Linked DNA regions of Mus musculus: region 2 is linked to region 1. Evidence: chromatin contacts called from public promoter capture Hi-C data. All regions are on one chromosome and are shown on one strand. Each heading gives the region's core, a stretch centred on a gene start, on an enhancer-like site or on the middle of the called end of the contact. The rest is flanking DNA. Distances are from core to core; before and after follow the strand shown.

What was found. Promoter capture Hi-C pulls out the DNA fragments that hold promoters and counts their contacts.
Region 2: a contact with region 1 is called in a promoter capture Hi-C map of hippocampal neurons, with 2.9 times the contacts expected there. The contact joins the enhancer-like site here to the promoter of Copg2 in region 1. A contact is called at or near these places in 4 of 39 promoter capture datasets (the 3T3-L1 cell line, 3T3-L1-derived adipocytes, hippocampal neurons and 1 more), 8 of 484 Hi-C or Micro-C datasets (the AML12 cell line, cerebral cortex, cortical neurons and 3 more), 5 of 115 datasets of contacts at active chromatin or transcription factors (embryonic stem cells, forebrain, pancreatic cancer cells and 1 more) and 3 of 9 other capture datasets (adipose tissue, liver and pancreatic islet).

Annotation. Positions count from the first base shown.
Region 1 is chr6:30,893,646-30,899,993 of GRCm38.p6, reverse strand. It overlaps Copg2 (coatomer protein complex, subunit gamma 2), which reads left to right and starts at 3,200. Exons shown (of 24, transcript NM_017478.3): 1 at 3,200-3,333; 2 at 4,400-4,452; 3 at 5,067-5,147. The coding sequence starts at 3,297. Tsga13 (testis specific gene A13) reads left to right here. Exons shown (of 8, transcript NM_054073.2): 7 at 1-65; 8 at 2,751-3,013. The coding sequence ends at 2,920. It overlaps Gm38781 (a long non-coding RNA gene), which reads right to left. Exons shown (of 4, transcript XR_003956419.1): 4 at 6,205-6,348.
Region 2 is chr6:31,030,835-31,037,182 of GRCm38.p6, reverse strand. No RefSeq gene overlaps it. Among named protein-coding and RNA genes, the nearest start is that of Gm40359, 19 kb to the right of the region's middle. Within about 2 kb of position 4,057, at least 54 of the 459 cell types and tissues checked have an H3K27ac peak or open chromatin away from gene starts, as enhancers often do. A contact at or near this core is called in cerebral cortex, cortical neurons, forebrain and 2 more, where this site is marked.

The DNA of each region.
Region 1 (6,348 bases), core at 1,951-4,450:
ACAGAAAAAAATGTATCCTAACCTCATCTTTGCTCCAGCCTCCCAGAGAGAGACAAAGAAACATGGTAAGGTCTCCTGTATCTTTTGTGGTAGGTTCAGGCACTAATTTTCCTAGAAGGAAGTTAAGATGGTGCTAGACTATTTTAATACTCAAATTTCAAGAAGGTTCAAGAAGTATAGGGTTTCCTGCCCTGTATCATCTAACACTTTGATAGTTTTTGCCATAATGATAGATTCTCAAGGCTAAAAGCAAACAAACAAACAAACACCCCTCAAACTAAATTTGCTATAATCTACCGTAATTGCTGACAACATGATTTTGATATTTAGGTACATATAGGTTGAAATGTTTATCTGTGCATAACCTTCATATTTTGTGGGAAATTGCTTTAAAGGGCCAAAGCTTAAGTGTGTACATTGTAAGCTAAATGCAGTGGCTCATGCCTTTAATCCCAGCCCTTGAGAGGCAGAGGCAGGCAGATCTCAGGAGTTTGAGACCATCCTGGTTTACATAGTGTCTTGAAACATCACCACCATAAAAAGTATGTGAGTCTCAGAGGCCCACAAGTCTCTCTGGGATGACGTGAGACGGGGGTAAGGGAGAGCTGGGACCAGGACATGTAGAAGGTCTAGTGTGTGTCTCATTTGATAACACCCATGGGGGCCTCTGCATTAGACTCTTACTAAACACCAAAGGACCAACAGGCTAGACCAAGAAAGGCCTCGTATATTATATAAACATGGGCTTAGATTTTCTACATTATGTAGTTGGCCTCACTGAAGGGTTCCAGGGTGTCAAATGCACAACTGTAGTTTAGACACACACTGATGGGTCTTTACACTGCACAGCCATCGCTTTAGCATAAGGCAGTCATTTCCTAGCGGTATAGGTTATATCTACCCTTCCACTGGCTCCTTTCCTTTTCTCTGTTCCTCCTATTGCTACCCCTTCCATCCTATCCCTACCTATGCTTCTCCTTGATTCCCCATATACAACTAAGACCAATCTAAAGAGAGGGAAAAAAAAAACCAATCAAACCAAAAAAACCCCTAGATCAATGTGGGAAACAGCTGAGGCAGCAGAGCGATCCATCTCGCTTAAAAGAGCTCAGTCTCACCTCAGCCCCAGTTTATTCACTCTTCCACATGTTCCTCTCACATTACCTGTTTTGAGCAATCGCCAGGCTTCATGTCCCTGTCCTTACCTAACTCTTAATGGCTATAGTCCAAGGGAGAAGAGGGCCTCTTCTCCAAAGCTTGTTTCATTTTCAGCCAAAGATTGTAGAAGAGGAAACATCTATTTCTTTCATGAGAAATTTCACATGATGAATATTGGTCGGACTTTATATAAGTCAAATGAGGTAGCTAGAATCATTAGTATAGTATTTACATTTTAAAATTAGGTTTACTCATTTTATTTTATGTATGAGTGGTTTGCTTGTGTGTATATCCGCTTACCACTTACGGCGCCCACAGAGATCAGAGGAGAGGGCATCGGATCACCTGGAACTAGAGTTACTGATGGTTTGTCAGCCACCACGTGAGTGCTGGGAATTGAACTCAGGTCCTCTGCAAGAGCAATAAATTCTCTTAATTACTGGGCCATCTCTCCAGTCCCTAGCATAGTATTTTTAATCGGGATGGAGTAACATTTTAAGTGGCACCATTACTAAGGTTTGGGCACATTATTCAGCGGAATCTATATATGATGGGAATTTTTTCTTTTTCTTTTTGTTTTTTCAAGACAAGGTTTCTCTGTATAGCCCTGGCTGTTCTGGAATTTGCTGTGTAGACCAGGCTGGTCTTGAACTCAGAGATCTGCCTTCTGGGATTAAAAGCGTGTGTGCTATCATGCCCAGTTTGAAATTTTTCTTAAGGGTATGTAGCATAATCTAGGTAGGACCTTTTCTAAGCCCTGTCAGGATGAGATAGATCTTCATGTATAAAGTAATATGTCAGCCTTCAGCTCTAGTGTCATTTATGGCGACTACATATGCCCTCTCCAAATATGAGTGCTTTACTTTTGTACCTAAAATGAACAGACAGTTATGGTGCATTTCCTCAACAATAACAAAGCTGCCAGGGTGTTTTACTAGTGGTGCCATTTCTAAGCTAACATCTCTGTCCCCCAAATGATGCCCTATCATTTGTGTGTGTGTGTGTGTGTGTGTGTGTGTGTGTGAGAGAGAGAGAGAGAGAGAGAGAGAGAGAGGGAGAGAGAGAGAGAGAGAGAGAGAGAGAGATCTGAGTAGAAGTTGTCAAGTTTGGTTAGAAGGTTGCCCAAGAGGCAAACCACGCCCTCAACGGAGGAAGGACTGTCATTAAGATCTTAAAGTAGTCAACGCCCTAAGAACAGGTGAAGCTGGAAAGACCTTCTAGAAATGTGATGTCTTCGATGCCCAAGGCATTAAAAGCGTGTTTTTCATACTCTGAGACGAGGACAAAAAAAAAAAAAAAAAAAGAGAAAACATTTGGAAAAGCACTGAGACACATGAGTATCCCTTAAATTACTTGAGTGTTATGCAGATTGAATCATTTGAAAATGGTGAAAGCCAAGAAAACTACACTGGTTTGGGTGAAGAAGGAATCATAAGAAGTTGGGAATGGCAGTCCCCAAATCTACCCTCTTGGAAAGTTAAATTAAGACCAGCTTTTCGGTCTCCTCAAATGGATCACATCACGCCTTCCTTTTAGTACGCTTCTAGTGCTCTCAGAGTCGCACATTCAACGTGTCCTATGCTTTGTCGTAGTTTCCATGAAGTCAGAGAGTGAAACACCAACTTCGCAAGTATTTTGGGAACCCCTGACATTTTCAAAGCTCCTAGAAGAGAAGCCTACAAGAAGTGTGCCAGGGGAGAGCTTCTTTCGCCATGGAAGGGCCCAGCAGTGGATTGTCAAAGATGCGGCTGTCATTTGGTGAAGACAAAGACTTAAAGCCCCACTCCTCACTCTCCAAGAACTGAGGGGGCCTGGAGAAGTCACTAACCAAATAAAGTTCCCTGTTTGTTGTCTCAGACCTGGCTTGCAGAGTTTGTGAAGCGGGGCGTGGTGAGCCTCCGGGCAGATTCTGGCCACGCCCCCGTGCGGCAGTGGGCGGAGCAGGGGGCGTGCCTGCGTCCCTAGGGGGCAAGGGCGGCCGCGGAGGCCCGAGGGGGGCGGGCCTTGGCCCCGAGTGACGGCCCGCCGGCCCAACCGGTGCGAGAACCCAGGGCCTGCCTTCCTGCAGCGTCTTCCGCTCGCCGGCTGCGGCGCCTGGGACGGTTGCGGTGGGTCTGGGCGCTGGGAAGCCGTCCAAGATGATTAAAAAATTCGACAAGAAGGACGAGGAGTCTGGTACGCGCGGCGCTCCGGACGCCCACTCTCAGGCGCAAGGGTTTCCCCCCTTCCCTCGCCCGCAGCCACCTGCTCTGGGGGGCGGCCGCAGCGGCGGGGTCTGCCCGAAGCCCCTCCCCCGGCGCCGGGGCCTCCCCTCGGGCCGCGCGCTCCTGGCCGGGAGTCGCCTCGAGCGCTCGGCGGCTCCGCCCCGGCGCGTCCCCGCCCCCCGCGCCCGCCCCCCGATCGAGCCCCTCCGAGCCGGCCCTCCGTGGGGCCCTGTCGGGGGGCGAGGAGGTGCGCGCGCAAGTCTCGGTACCCTGGGGTTGCTGGTGGGGTTAGGCCCCAGGGCGAGCACCCCCTGTTTTGGGAGCTGGGGTCGACCGGGCCAGGGTTGCGTGTTTATGGACTCTGAAGGGCCTTGATTCTCCTGTTCCCAGGGGTTAAGACTGCCCGGTGGGACACAGCTCATTGAATGCTCAGGCATCCAGAAGTGACTTGCGTGTTGATACCTGTCTGTGGTGCAGTGCAAGTGGGGAAGATGCCAAGCCTCTTCAAAAAAAAAAAAAAAAATCTTCAGCTCTTCAGTGGTAGCTGCTCTCACAAGTGTGGTGGAAGGTTGGGTTAGTGGACCTTCATGGCCTCATCCTGCATGGCCTTTACATCTGTGACTCTCTGCGAAACTGTTCCTTTCTGCTTCAGTAAATGTGTGAAACACATAAAATAGGGCTTGCTTTTAGGGAAATCCATAGTGTCCTGTCATCTCATTACTCTTGGTGGTGGTGGAAACCGACACATTTGTTAACATCCATGGGATGGGGGAGGGGGAAGCAGGGAATGAAGGCACTCATTTTGGATAGGGTTCCTATATCAGGAGAAGTCCAAGATATCTCAGTATGGCAATGACAGAATTTGAACCAGAATCAAAATTACTTCATCCAACTTCTTTGCATATTAGTAATAGTTGTCCTTGTGACTTCCAAGGGATCATTCTGTTTAGGTGAGATTTCCAAGCATGCAATATCCTCCTTTAGAAAAGTCTTTGTAGTCCAGCTATTGAAGACCTTCTCTTTTTCTTATACTATAGGTAGTGGTTCCAATCCTTTCCAGCATTTGGAGAAGAGTGCTGTCTTGCAGGAGGTATGGCTTGGATGTGTACAGTGCCTTATCAATTCTGTTTGAGAATAATGGGCAAAGAACCTAGGAAGTACAAAAGTCAGGACAGCCAAAAAAACAGTGAAGGACCGTAGACCCACCTGACAGTCTGAATATCGGTCTTCCCCCACATTTGATCAAAACTAGAAATCCCTTTTTTATTTCTATATTAAAAGTGACAACGGAGTGTAGCAGTGCAGAGATTGTGGAGTAGAGGACAAGGGAGAGGCTGGGACTATAGAAACGTACAGACATATAGACTCTGTCGTGTGCTGGGGGATTTTAATGACATGTCAGGAGTGGTAAGTGCAAGGTTATTAGAAGAGCTTACAGATATTAAACTCGAGGCATTCATATGTAGACAGAGACTCTGGTCAAGTCTTTAAAGTTGAAGTTGTCAACCTAAAGGAATAAAATATAGCCAGGAAAGCAGATAATGTCTGGTAATTTATTGTACGTCATACTACCTTGAGAGCATAGACAACCTGCATTACTTGGATATTGTACTAACATATTGTTAATGCTACTAAAGATGATTTGATATCCTCTGTGATAGAACATACACAATATACAGCATACTGTTTTGCATATTTCTGTAGGCACGCATATTCAACGAAACGCCCATCAATCCAAGAAGATGCTTGCATATCTTGACAAAGATTCTTTACTTACTCAACCAGGTAAACTATTCTGATTTCCTTCGATTTGTGTATTAAGATAGAAATATATAACCTACAGTGAAGAACTTACTGAAAAGCAGAATTGTTTAAAAAAGAAAATCATGTAATTTGAAAATCCACAGTGTGTGATTAGAACAATAATGTGTGAAAGTTCTTTAATACAAGGACTGAGCCTATATTCCTTGTTTAAATTCATGAGGTATTAGACCAACTAAACATGTACATTTCAATAGATATGTTGATTTGAATTCAACAAATACTACTTAGAACATACTTGTTACATGTATTTATTTTTAGTATTTTTTAAAAAGATTTATTTATTTATTTTATGTGTATGCATGTTTTACCTGCATGTATGTATGTGCACACCATGTGTGTGCTCTTGGTTCACAGAGGTCAGAAGAGGGCATCAGGTCACCTGAGACTAGAGTTACTTGGAACCACTCTGTGGGTTCTGGGAATCAAACCTGGGTCCTCTGTAGAGTAACAAGTGTTTGTAACTGCTGTGCCAACAGCAGCTTGCATGTATTTTGAGATCCTTTGAAAATACAATGTAAAGTTAGAATATATTTCAAGATTTTTTTTTGCTTATTTATTTGGCATGATAGTGAAATGTTGAAATTTTTGTCTTAATGTTCAGGTTTTATATTAGTATCAGTTATTACACTAATACTGTCAATATGATTCTAGACAAGTAATTTAACCATTATGTGCCTCATGATGTAAATGAGGTTATAATACCAATGTTTTAAGCTTTATAGTTAAGTGAAATACTAGCTATAAACAGTTATCATAGTGCTAGGCATATTTGTATTCAGAAATACTTTCCATTGTAACTCAGTGAGTTTTACTGCATACCTGTTGTGTCTTATGAACTGTTCTAGGTACTAGAGTTATAACAGACAAAACCAAAAACATATATTTAAAAAATTCTGTGTTCTATTATTGCTATTAATTTTCCTATTTGCTTTTGCCTCAAACTGTAAATACAATCTCAAAAACATTTAGAACCTTAGAAAATAGAATTTTATTTCATAGACAATATATGTATCTCTATAGGTATTTATATATATACCTTTATATATATTGTGTATCTGGATTATTTATATGTAATGCTAAATGTGTTATACTTTCCAACTTAAATTCTAAGAAAGCATTTAGCTTTTTTACCTTTGCTTATTAACTTTGTGTGTGCTTACAT
Region 2 (6,348 bases), core at 2,808-5,307, 140 kb before region 1:
AATAATAATAATAATAATAATAAAAGACACTCATGTCTCAAAGAAAAGTACAGGTTCACTGCAGAACAAATGTCAGCTGGAGATGTATTCAGGAGACAGAGGCAGAGTGATTGCAAACGGCTAAAATGGAGGAGATAGGAAAGTATAACAGGCTTGCAAAGCCACACGAAAGCAAGATATGGAGAATAAGATCAGAAAGCATTGGGAAACATGTTTCAAATGAAAAGCACATTTTTCATTTTGAGACAGGATCTCTCTGAATAGCCCAAGCTGTCCTGGAACTTGCTCTGTAAACCAAGCTGGTCTTAAACTCTCAGAGATCTACCTGAGTGCTGGCATTAAAGGTATTTGCCACCACCGCCCATCGAGTAGCAGAATTCTTGATGATGCCAAGGACCATGAGGCACAATGATGTCACACATCACAATGATGTCACACGTCACTGGCCCCATAACAGCACCTCTGTTTACTACAGAAAGTCATGGGTACATAAGGGCAAATACACAAGATCTCACTAAAACTGGAAGGTTGTTAGCACAACACAGGACACAGGTCAAATGGGAATAAATGAGATTACAGAAAATCTAATCATGATCATCAATGGACTGAAGACACAGCAAGGCAGACATATGCACACATACACCCTCATGGCCCACCCCGCCCCAATAGCATAGCCCTACCTCAAAAGCATGCTGGGTAATTAGTTCTCTTACACCTCAGAGCCTCCTGAAGACCACTGAGATGTCGTCATGGGCTGAATGTGAAACCCTCTAAATCTACGTGTGGAAGCCTGGTCCTCCAATCTGATGATATTTGGAGATAAAACTTCTAGTAGACACTTGTGTTTAGGTGAGGCCACGACTGTGGAAAGGACTGTCGTTGTAGGATTAGTGGCTATCTTAGGGTTTTACTGCTGTGAAGAGACATCATGACCAAGGCAAGTTTTATAAGGACAACATTTAATTGGGGCTGGCTTACAGGTTCAGAGGTTCAGTCCATTATCATCAAGGCAGGAACATGGCAGCATCCAGGCAGGCATGGTGCAGGAGGAGCTGAGAGTTCTACATCTCCATCTGAAGACTGCTAGCAGAATACTGACTTCCAAGCAGCTAGGATGAGTGTCTTAAATCCCATGCCCACAGTGACACGCCTACTCCAACAGGGCCACACCTTCTAATCCTGCCATTCCCCTGGGCCGTGCATATATAAACCAACACAGTGGCCTTATAAGAATAGACAACAAAGGATTTTTTTGTCTCCCTCCTGTCCCACCTTGATCCCTTCCCTTCTCTAATGTGTAGGATCTTAGCAGTCAAAATATCCAAGACCCAGGTTGCAGCCCAGTGGTAGATCCCTGGCTTCACGTGCTCAAGGCCCTGGGTTCAGTCCCCAGCACTGAACAGACAAACGTCAGCAGTGTGTGGTCTGAAGAACAGAGAAGGAAAATGTGAGAAGAACCTCAGAGGCACACAACTCCTCCACTCACGCCGGTGCCCTCAGGAGAGTGAGAGGAAAGGAGTGAGGACGAAAACCTTCAGAGGTGTTATGCAAAGAATTAATCTGCACACTAGTAAATGGCATGAATTCCAAGCAAGCTGATATCAAATGCCAGAGGCTGGGGTGTGGACAGCAAGGTAGCAAAGAAGGCTCCCCCCAGTATCTGTCCCCTTGAAAAACTCCCCTTGGATAACTCTGCTCAGGACACCTTGGCACACTTTAAGGAGGGATGAGGTGAGAGGGCCCGCATGGAGCACAGACACTTTTGAGGGGAGGATGGGCAGCTTCACATCCCCACCCCTCCCCCTCAGCGTGAGGGGGGAAGAGGTGGATGAGCACCCAGCCTGGCTAAGAACAAGGCCCAGCCAAGAACCCTGGAGGGAGAAGCGAACTCCATAAAACTTAACTAGCAAAAAGGAGATAAATCTAAATGTAACTATGAGATAGAAAGCACTAAGGTTATAAAGTTATAAGAGAAGCGGAACACTTCATTAGTGAGTGCCCCGTGGCCAGCAATGTTACCCTGGGGTTACAGACGCAAGGAAACAAACTCAGTATGTCAGAGCCATGCTTACATTCCTATGATCACGGCTGCTCCAAGCAGTCCAGTGCAGACTGAGCCTGGTCCCTGGCGGCTGAGTGACAGGGAGGCGTACAGTGGATTGCTGTGCAGCCCAAAGCGAAAGGGATCCTGTCATTTGTCACAAGCTTGACCTGGAGGACATGATGCCAAGGGAAATAACCTAGACACAGTATAAACCCCGCAGTGTGCTCATTGATATGCAGAATCTACACGAGATGAAATCAGAGAAGCGGAGTATAGGATGGGGGTTGCTAGGAGCTGCGGAGTTGCTGGGGACATGGGAGCTGTTGGTTAAAAGATAGGAAGAAAGTTCTGGAGAGCCAGCCAACAGCATGACTACTATAGTCAATACTCTACTGTACATCAGAAATTTGCTGATAGCAGATCTTAAATATTCTCACCACACCTGCACAGATGTTTACTGTGATGGTAGATGATATGCTGCTAACTTGCTGAGGTGGTCATGCTGTCTGGCCACAGCCAAATTAAATTAGAAGTCAATGGTAAGAGAAGTGGAGAAACCCCATACATTAGGAGAACTTGAATTATTAACTCATAGAGGAAACCAAGTAAAGGTGTATATTACAGAAACCCCCATTTGTGGAATTATATAACTCTAACTATAAAATTTAAAAATTAAGCCATGGAACCTGGCATGGTGGAGCATACCTTTATAATCCCAGCACTCGGGAGGCGGAGGCAGGTGGAGTTCTGAGTTTGAGGCCAGCTTGGTCTACAAAATGAGTTCCTGGACAGCCAGGGCTATACAGAGAAACCCTGTCTCAAAAAAAAAAAAAAAAAAAAAATTAAGCCATGGAAGACAGACTATAGATTGTGTAAAAATGTATGCTTGATAGATAGATAGATCTGAACTAATTAAAGATTTCAATCAGAACTGAATTTACAGAGTGTATGCAAATTAGTAAAAGATAATCCAAATTAAAATACTCAAGCTATTTGGGAAACACTTGATAACGAGGATGGGGCGGTCAGTAAATACCTGAGAAGGCACTCGGTCTCATTATTCATCAGGGAGTTATGAGAAAAAACCACAGACAGGATACCACTTCACACCCCTTCGGATGCTGTTAAAAATAAAATAACCAGTTCACTCATTAACCACTGAGTCAGGGTTGAAACTGAGACCACTTTGGAAAATGTTTCAATAATTACCTTCTATAGGATGGAGGAATTCCACAGCACATCCCCAAGAGAAATGGAAGTCCATCTTCCGAAAATTACTTAGGCACATATTTATATATATTTATTCATAATAAACAAAGTCTAGAAATAACGAAATGTTCATCAGGCAAATAAGGAAACAGTGATATACTACTCCCCAGGGAGGTGGACCGGATTGGAAAGTTAAAGCAGGTTCTTGTTGTGCACAGCACAAATTAGTTATATATGGGGACAGTAGTTAAGTTTTTGTTTTTTTTTCTTTTGGTTTTATTATTATTTTTTTTAATCTTCAGTAGTCTTTGATGCAGCTTATATGAAGATAATTGTTGTTCTGTTAACTGAATACCACTCTGTAATTGAAAAAAGAAAGGAAGGAAGGGGGAGAGAGAGAGAGAGAGAGAGAGAGAGAGAGAGAGAGAGAGAGAGAGAGACACGGATTGCTGGTGTATACCACAGCATAGATAAGTCTTCAAAGGACATATTAGTCAGTTATCCAGAAAGGTGGGAAGAGACGTTGTATACATACGAATAGTTATAGATAACAGATAGGTAACTGACAGGAGTTGGAGAAAAGATGGGTGGGTGAGTCGATGTGATGTAGCTGATGTGGGTACAGACATAAAGAGAAAGCCAGAATTGGCTCATATAATGGCGACCGAGATGATATGTTGCCATATCCTCTGGTGGCCACAAGATGGCGACGTAGAGCTGCTGGCTCTAACTCAGCCTGAATCCAAAGGCTTGGAAAGCTGGGTGGGGGTGGGTAGCGTTGGCGCTGTAAGCCCTGGAGATGGCAGACCCAGGGAAAGGAAGCAGAGGCTGGCCTAGCTGAGAAAAAGAGGCAGCCTACCTCTGCACTTTTGTCCTATGTAAGCCTCAGGCCTGGATGACATCCACTACAACGGTGAGGACAGATCCCACCTACAGATCAAACTCAGTCGACCAATTTGATACTAATCTCTTGTAGGAATATCCTCATAGGCCCAGAGATCTTGTTTATGCTTTGGCCTGCCTTAACATAGTCAACCTGGCCTGTGAAATTACTGCCGTGTACAAGATAAATCAAGAAATCGGTCACAAACAGGGCTCACCCTGTGTAAGTCCTTTCCTACGAAGTTCACATGTAGGTAAGCTAATCTCTGGTGATGAAAATCAGAACAACTTCCGTGTGTGGGGAGAATTTACTAGAAAGTAGCACAAAGAAATTTTGGAAGATGATGAAAATATGTTCTATGTTGATTTGAGAGCTGTTTCATAGGTTGACACATTTGTCAAAAGTTATCAGTGTGTGTGTATATATATATATATATATATATATATACATGTCTGCATACTTCTTTGCATAAGCTCATTAAATCGGAATTTTAGGGCAGAGCAGATGGCTCTGTGTGTGAAAAGGACTTTGGTGCACAAATGTGAGGACCCGAGCTTAGATTGAGAAAGTCCATGAAACACTGGTACCATAGCACATCTACCGCAGGTGTGCCTCCTTTAAGATGGGAAGTGGAGACAGGAGAATCCTGGGATGCTCCAGCCAGCTAGCCTGGTGGATGAAAGCTGAGAACAGCTGATACTGTCCTGACCTCTACCCGCCCAGTGTGACACAGACATCTCTCTCTCTCTCTCTCTCTTTCTCTCTCTCTTTCTCTCTCTCTCTGCCTGCCTGTCTGTCTCCCCCACCCCCACCCCACACACACATTTAGAAAAAGTGTTTTTAAAGTAATTTTTGGAATTGAATCTTAAATTCGATCACAAATATTATTACATTAATTCTTATTTCTATAATTCTTCTGCATGGTTATCAGTGAAGCCACATGTAACCAGGGGTATATGTACCCAGGTCTTCTAAAGCTTGAGTGTAATTTTAAAGGCTTATTGTGATCAATAGGACCTAATTCACAAATGTAAATTAGGTGAGAATATGATTTAAAATTATAAACATTATCATAATATTTTTGAAGAAGCTGACAAATATCACCAGCATTGCCCTTAAAAAAATTCTGGCTTAAGCCCTGTTTTTCCTGTGTTTTGGCCACATGACATTTGATCACTGGTTCATATAACAGCAACTTTATAGTGTTTTCTCCAGAAAGATAACTCACTCTTCTGGTATAGCTAGTACAATTTTCGTTGTTTTTGAGCCAAGAGTCTCACTGTGTGTAGCCCTGGCTGGCCTGGAACTCACTACAAAGACTAAGCTCGTGATTCCCCTGCCTCCGACTTCTGGATGCTCAGATCATAGGTGCACACCACCTCACCCAGCTGGAAAAAACTGTTTTATGATTCCTTGTTGGACTGCATAAGAGGAACAACTTTGCCCACAGGAACCGTTGTGAGCGTGCTATGGGCCCTGTAGAAATTCTTTCATGGGATTCCTATACAAGTGCACAGTAGTATTTACAATTGCGTGTGCTACATTATGGAGTCTGATAAAGGAGCCCTTTTATTTTGGTTAGATATGTCGCATCCTGAGCTTCCCATTGTCTTTGTCTAACAAGGTATGTCAGAGTTCCCTGTGGACCGGCATTTGCTGTTGGCATCTCTACCAACATCATTATGGTGCTGGGCACACACTCTTACCATAACATGACCACCAGTCCACACCTCTATGCCAGCGTGTGGGGTTGAGGTATGAATGGTGCCAGGATTATTGAAAGCTGTTCCTGCACCGGGCCCCCTTGCGGTAACAGTTCCACAGAAGTGATGGTAAGCAGATTCCTCCTGTTAACCCCAAACTACAAGAATCCCAAGCTCTGCCCCTCCGGCTCCCCCCCCCAACCAAACCCAAGTCATGCCCAACGCCACCTAACAGAACCCAGCCTCAGAAAGCTTATGACCAAGAGACATCTGATAAAGAGGTTCCGATAAATGTCACACTACTCCAAACTTTACAGCACTGTGACATTTTTTAAGACACATTTCTAGGTCTCTTCAAGGAGCCTGGGAAAGAGCTTGTGCATGTGGGTGGTCCTGAAGATGCCTTTCATTAAATGGGTTTCTGTCTCTAATCCTGTGCCACTTGTAGAGCAGACATGCCTCTCGTTCCAGTCATGCAGAAGCTGCAGCCTGCTCCTTTTTCTTAAAAA